Regions from separate parts of the Rattus norvegicus genome. Here region 1 is linked to region 2. A link is a contact called in public Hi-C data. All regions are on one chromosome and are shown on one strand. The core of a region is the stretch at or near the end of the contact, and the rest is flanking DNA. Distances in the headings are between cores, read along the strand shown.

Region 1 (3,202 bases), core at 511-3,010, 190 kb before region 2:
AAAGGGGGAAGAGCCAGGCCTTCCCACAACAGGGCCTCCATCTGTGCAGCCAGCTGGGTGCAGGGCTAGGCACCCGAAGCGGTGGGCTCCTCAGATAGGTCCGAATCTCCGCAGGGAAGTGCCTCCTTAGGCAGTCAGCGGGCAGTCGCTGCCGCCAGCTCTGGAGCTCTTCTCTGGGGTAGCTTGGGCCCAACAGCACTCTCCATTGGGTGAGGGAATCTATAGGGAGGACTCTGGGGGATTGCTGTTTTAACGGGATTTTGGTGTGCAGATTTTAGTACTAGGAGACCAGTCACAACAAAGAAGGGGTGAGGACGGCGAGAAGCCTCACCTGGGGAGCAGAAAGACCCAAATGGCGCCCACCCCTGCGAGGGCTCAGGTGACATCGTGACAGCACTGAATCTTGTTGCCTTGGAGGGACCTTGGTGTTCGGGGAGGGCGCCCAGGGCAGTGACCCAGTCCCGCAGCGCCTCCGTTTGTTTCCAATTCAAACTCAAACCGTAGCCGTACCCGAAGGGGGAATCTACACTCACCCTGTATGGCCTCTTAGTTGGGGCCACCCTGCTCTTGCCCAGCCAGGCCCCTCACTGGCCTGAGCTTGGAGTGTGAAGGCTTCAAGGATAGAGCGCGGCCAGTTTCCTGCCCGCACTCCTCCACCTGTGCTTCGGGTTCCCCAACCCTAGCGGCACCTGGGCCGGTAGAAGCCGGAGGGGAGTGTCCAGAAAAGACCCCAGCTCCCGAAAGGGGCTAGCTCCAGCGCTTCCGCACCCGGTACTCACCTGGGGGCCGCGGCCGCAGCCCAAGAGGGCGCGGAGACCGGAGCGCACGGGCCCACCCCGGAGATGCAGAGGTGCGGGACACCCCGGGACGCCAAGGGCAAGATGCCGGCCTTGACGCCGCCGCCCCCCGACGCGGAGCGCGCTGGCCTCAGCCGCCGCGCCCGACCGAGGACCGACGGCTCCAGCGCCGCTCGGCGTCCCGGGCGGTGGCAGAGCTCGGAGCTGGCGGCGCCTCGGCTGTTTGTTTTTGAGCCTCGGAACCCGAAGCTGCAGCCACCCGGTGGGGGCGGGGGGAGGGGCTGGGGGCGGGAGGCCCGCGGGGGGCGGCGGGCGGCGGGGGCTTCGGAGGAGCCGGGATCGGGCGCGTTGGCCCCGACACCCCCTCCGCGAGTGCGGGGTGCGGGCAGGGACCGAGGGCAGTTCGGGAGGAGAGAGCTCTGGGGCGACGACGAACGAAAGCTTTTTAATTAGTAATAAAACGCAATAAAACGCTGCAAAAGCAGCCCGGACCCGCGTCCGAACTATCAGCGCCTTTGCGGGAGATCGAAGGAAGTCGCGCAGAAACCCGCCGCGGGCCAGTCTCCTCTGAGGCTGGGCTTGGGTAGGAGCCACAGCGCTGCGCAGCGCAGGGCCAGGGCGGGGGGACCGTCACCTCGCCTCCAGGGCTACCTGGGTCCTTTTAAAGTGTCCGGGGTGCGGGCCCCGGGCGGGAGCGACGAGCAAGGAATGTTTTCTTAAAGGGCCAGTTCAGAGCTGCGCTGAAAAGGGGGGGGAGGGGGGAGAGAGAGAAGTGAGGTGAAGACCGAGAAGGCCTCGGAGAGCCCCCCAATCCCGCGCCGAGGCGGCGGCGGCGGCGGCGCGACGAAGAGGATGATGAACACATTGCAAAGTTTTTTTGGCCCCGGCGAGGGGTGTCAGATTGAGTGCTCTGTGCGCATGTGCGAAGGTGTCCAAACTGACAATGCTAGGGAGATGAAGATAGTGTGTAGCTGCTTCTGGGCTCAAGGAGGAGGAGAGAGATTCCGCGAGCCGACACCATGCGATCCAAGGCGAGGGCGAGGAAGCTAGCCAAAAGTAAGTCTCCCGCGCTCGACCGCGCCGCGTCGCCGGGCCCGGGCCGCGGGGCCAGGGTACCCGGGCCAGGGGTGCGCGTCGGGGCGCGGTCGGCGCGCCCGCGGCTCCGGCCCCCGGTCGACCGCGCGGCCCGGGGGTGCTCCGCCTCCCGCGCTCCGGGGCGGCCGGGCTCGGCGCGGAGGCTCGGGGCGCCCGGGCCGCGCGCTCCCCGAAGGCGCCGGCCCCCTCCCCGCCGAACCCCCTCCCCCCCACAGTGTCAGGCGCTCGGGCCCGGGAACCCGAGGCGCGCGGTGGGGGCCGGGGAGGGGGGCGGAGGGGGAGGGCCGGGGGTGGAGGAGCGAGAAAAGCGAAAGTTAGCGAAAAGTTGACGAAAGGGGAGAGTAACTTTTCCTCTCGCTCGCTCTCTCCCTCTCTCTCCGAGTGGCTCTCAGTCCTGGTCAAATCATATTCCGGGCTTTTGAAATAGTGGGCGCTAGAGCACCGCCTTTGGCGTCCGCCAGCCGGGCTCAGAGGAGGGAGACCCTGAGCCGGGGAGGGGGCGGAGGAGGGGGCGCGGGCCGGCGCCCACCGGGCTCCCCGGGAGCAAGGGCAGGACGGCCGCAGCCGCCGGGGAAGCAACATGGAGACTTTTTCCTGCGCTCGAAACTGTGCTGGTGAAGTTTATTCCCAAGTGGTGCCCCGCGTGGTGGCCGGCGCTCCTCTGTGATCCTCGCGTTTCTCTCGGGTCGCCCAGTGCCGGCGCCTCCGGCAGCGGGGTCCCCACTGGCCGCCGTGCTACCCGCCGCCCTGCTTCGCCTGGCCTCACTCCGACCCTCCCGCACATGCTGTCCTCGGCACCCGCCAGCCCCAGAGGGACCAATGCCCCAGCTAGGCTGCACGGGCCCGGGGCTTACTTTCTCTTTCGCTCCGCCTCGGGCCGCGCCTGGGGCTGTGCGCGCAGCCGGCAGCGGGCTGGTCCCCACCGCAGCCTACGGGCTCCCGCCGTCCGCACTATGGCCACCTCGTCTCGGAGCTGCCCACGCGCCCTCCGCCCTGGTGCCGGCGCCATCGGCACAAGTCGGGCCCGGGGCTTCATCCTTTGCAGCCAGCAGGTGGGGACCCGCTGCAGCGCGGCCGTTGAAGCACGGCTCCGAAAACCCGGGCCACGGTCCGGCTCCAGCGAAGCGTTGAGCGCTGTGCGGAGAGGATCCCAGTCGCTCGTCCCGGCCGCCCCCTTTTTTACCATGGGACAGAGAAAGGGGCACCCGGCACGCGGGCTCCAGGTCCCTGCCTGATCACCAGGCCGTTCGGTCTGCGCTTCTCGGGCAGGATCCTGCCTGGCCGGACCTCGCGGCTTCCAGAGCCGAACT
Region 2 (3,424 bases), core at 671-3,170:
AAATTTTAATTTGCTAAATTCTAATTTACTTCTAAATTATAAGTATGGTTTTGTCCTTTATGAAACAAACAGAAACGTTTAAGTAATTTTTTTTTCTCGGCGACATTCAAAGCTAAGGTGCAGTTCAAGATAGACACACGGCACGCGGCAGAGGGTATGCTCTGTGCCCATGGGTGGTATCAGCAGATGCATAGCTGCCCTGAGTATGCATGAGTGCGTGCATGTGCGTGTGTATCAGATGGCAGAGGTTATGGGCGTCTCTCAGAAAGTGTGATGGTTTCTGTCAGAATCACCCAATGCAAGTGGTTCTGGGAAGAAACAGCTTTGTCTTGCTTTGCACATGAAAAGTGAGGGTCTGTCTGTCTGTCTGTCTCTGTCTCTGTCTCTGTCTCTCTGTCTCTGTCTCTGTCTCTGTCTTTGTCTCTGTCTCTCTGTCTCTGTCTCTGTCTCTCTGTCTCTCTGTCTCTGTCTCTCTGTCTCTCTGTCTCTGTCTCTCTCTCTCTGTCTCTCTCTCTCTCTCTCTCTCTCTCTCACACACACACACACACACACACACACACACACACACACACACACACACTATGAACCTACAACCCTACATGAATGAGAACACCTCTTACAGGGAATCCACGTTTAGGGTCCAGAGACCAGGGAGGCTGTTTGAGCAGTGCCCACCATCCCAAGATATCTATGCTCAGACTGCAGGCCTCGGGGCTTCCCTCATTCCTGTCTGTTGAGTGACTAGTAGAGCTGGCTTCTCACCCTAGTTCAGATCCATGGTTGAGGCTTTAAGACTTAGCCAATATTGCCAACTAAAGCCTTCTCCAAGGTATGGTTACGATTGTTTAATTTTGATTGTCCCGTTAAGATGGGAGACTTAATGAAGAGAATCTCGAGGGGATGGTTCCTGGGTTAAGTAGGAGGCACGCTTCATTGATGAGCTTTGATTATCAGGACTGATGGTTTCATTGATGAGCCGAGACCAGAGTCATTGATGAGTTATGTCAGCTTGATGGGCTCTGATCAGGATTACTGAAGAACTAGGATAAAATCTCTGACAATTGTGATTGGATTGATGAGCGGTGCTTTTAGAAAATAGGAGTCAGAGACGGGTGTGGGCAGGAGACCTCCTCTTTCCTCAGAGAGCCGTGGTAACTGTGGGGACAGAAGCTTTCAGACTGGCCAGGCCAACCATGAACGCTCAGGTTAAACATGTGATCCCAGTCCAGCCCCCGCTAAGTGTTCTGGCATGGCCGGTGATCATCGTAACATATCTGACTGAGGGCCAGTGTCTCAGTCTCAGTCCAGTGACCCATGCTGGGTCCTCAGTGTATGCTTCACAAATGAGTACATGAGCTGAGGAGAGGGTGGGGGTGGGTACACTAGAAAGGTGACCCTGGGACACAGAGTTGTCAGAGCGTCCCAAGGACTCCTCTGGGGGTAGAAGAGGGGCAGCATGGGGTGAATACAACCTGTCTCCTATGTTAACAAGGCCATGTGTAGTGTTCATGTGTGTGCTTCCGAGGAAGCCCTTTAGATTCGCAAAACGTAAAGCATCTGGTTTCCAACTTTGGCCCCATTCTCCTACCTATAAACAGGCTGAGCCATGAGTTCTCAGAATGTTCTCGAAGAGGAATGTGCTTGGGGCCGGGGTAGCCAAACATCAGCATGCAGACATTTCTATGGAGAGGCCAGAAAGTGCCAGGCACTGGCACCCGCCCTGGAAACACAGGCAGGCTCTGCCAGCTGGGCAGCTCTGGCCATCAGCGTGTAGGGCGGAGGAGGGGGCTCCCTGCCTAGCCCCCAGGTCCTCAGCTCAAAGACTTGGACCCCAACCCCGGTGCCCAGAGTGCCCTATAGCTGACTGCCCAGCACTGTGAGCCTTGAATACCTTGCGTGCCACCTGGCCACCTCCAGTGTCCTGAGCTTTTGCTAAGCCAGGTCTTCTGCTGCTTCCCTGCTCAAGGCAGAGACATCAGAGTTGAACACTCGCTTCTTACAATAAACCAAACAGGAAAGTAGCTCTCATAGCCCTGGCCCTTGAGATCTTGGCCTGAAAACATTTGCTTCATGAGCTAATGGGCCAGTGCCCAGTGCCTGGGACGAGTAGTCGCTCAGCCCCTGGGCTGAGTATTATTTTCGTGGAGGCTCTGTGACCCTTGGCGACCCCGGAACTGCTTGCTCCTTTCTGAGAGTCACGTTTTATCTATCACCTGAGGCGCGGAATTGCAAGAGCAGGCCTCAGGCTTGGGGAGTACCCAGCATGCAGTCAGCTACACCGAGAGACCGAGAGACCCGTTCCTGGCATCTCTCTGAAAAGGAATCTGGGTTTCTTGAAGGCTGAAGTCACGTTCCCCTCTGCACTCTCTTTGTTCCCCGAGCCACCACCCTTCAGTGGCCTTGGCCTGGGCTTTAGAAGGTCCCCTTCTGAAAGCCTCAGCGGAAGAGAAGCAAGTGTTCATAAGCGGGTGGGTTTGGTTCTGTCCCTCTCGGCACTTGCACGAGGACATGTGTTCTCGTCCACTGAGTCGCTGTCCCTCCCTCTCAGGAGTCATTGCCCATTCGAGGTCGGACATCTCCAAAGCCAGGCTGTGGTAAAGGTTGAGACAGGAGGGAAAGCAGGAGTAAAGCCCTGTTGGGGGACCGCCTGCCTTTCTCACCATCTCCTCCAGAGGCCTCCACACAGGCCTTACTGAGGCGGGAGCCACTCAGTTTTGGTGAGGGGAGAGAGACACTCAGTGAGAGCATTGAGAACTGAGTCTAACAGAGACTTGCAGGGTCTGGCCAGTGGTTACTGCCTGGGATGCTCATCTGTGTCTGGTGGCTACCTGGAGAGGGCTAAGGAGCCAGTCAGCTTCTGTCACTAGGCCCGTTCCTGGCCAGGGCCTATGGCCCACCTTGATTTGAAGCTGGGTTGCAAGCGCCCTCTATTGCCCAAGTTGGGACAACTTCTCAAGCCAGGATGAAATGAATGCCACGGTGATCTGGCTTTTGGGGGAACCTTTAAAATAAAGACTGATAGGTTTCAGTTCCTCCCCCAAGTCCTTGTGTGAGCCACTTGTGTGGTCGCTGAGACATGAGCGCTCCCAGACCGTCTGTGTGGCAGAGAGACAACCTGGCATTCACCTGGTTGGCCAAGGTTTGCCAGGGCAAGGAGTACCTAGCATTTTAGATACCTTCTAGAAAAGACAGGGCCAGGCTGAACTGCCCTAGAGGCCTGTCTTTAGCAGTTCTAGTTAAGCCTTCTGAAGGGGCTGGGGACTCCTCTGAGCTCCTCTCTTGGGTTATCATAGCAGGGTCCAAGGGTAGCCATGTGGGGAAGGGGGCAGCTGTGTAGCACCAAGGGGACTAGGGAATTTTGGAGATATGGCAGACAGACAGGTGCCGGGCAGCTTCCACCATGTCCCTACCTCAGAGTCCCAGC

What was found. Hi-C and Micro-C count contacts between places; a contact is called where the count stands out from the background.
Region 1: a contact with region 2 is called in a Hi-C map of frontal cortex, with 1.6 times the contacts expected there. The contact joins the promoter of Prdm16 here to the enhancer-like site in region 2. A contact is called at or near these places in 3 of 12 Hi-C or Micro-C datasets (Schwann cells, frontal cortex and liver).

The regions. Positions count from the first base shown.
Region 1 is chr5:170,484,362-170,487,563 of GRCr8, reverse strand. Prdm16 (PR/SET domain 16) reads left to right here and starts at 1,760. Exons shown (of 17, transcript NM_001427303.1): 1 at 1,760-1,853. The coding sequence starts at 1,817.
Region 2 is chr5:170,296,292-170,299,715 of GRCr8, reverse strand. All of the region lies in intron 3 of Prdm16 (PR/SET domain 16), which reads left to right. Among named protein-coding and RNA genes, the nearest start is that of Arhgef16, 150 kb to the right of the region's middle. Within about 2 kb of position 1,920, at least 4 of the 93 cell types and tissues checked have an H3K27ac peak or open chromatin away from gene starts, as enhancers often do.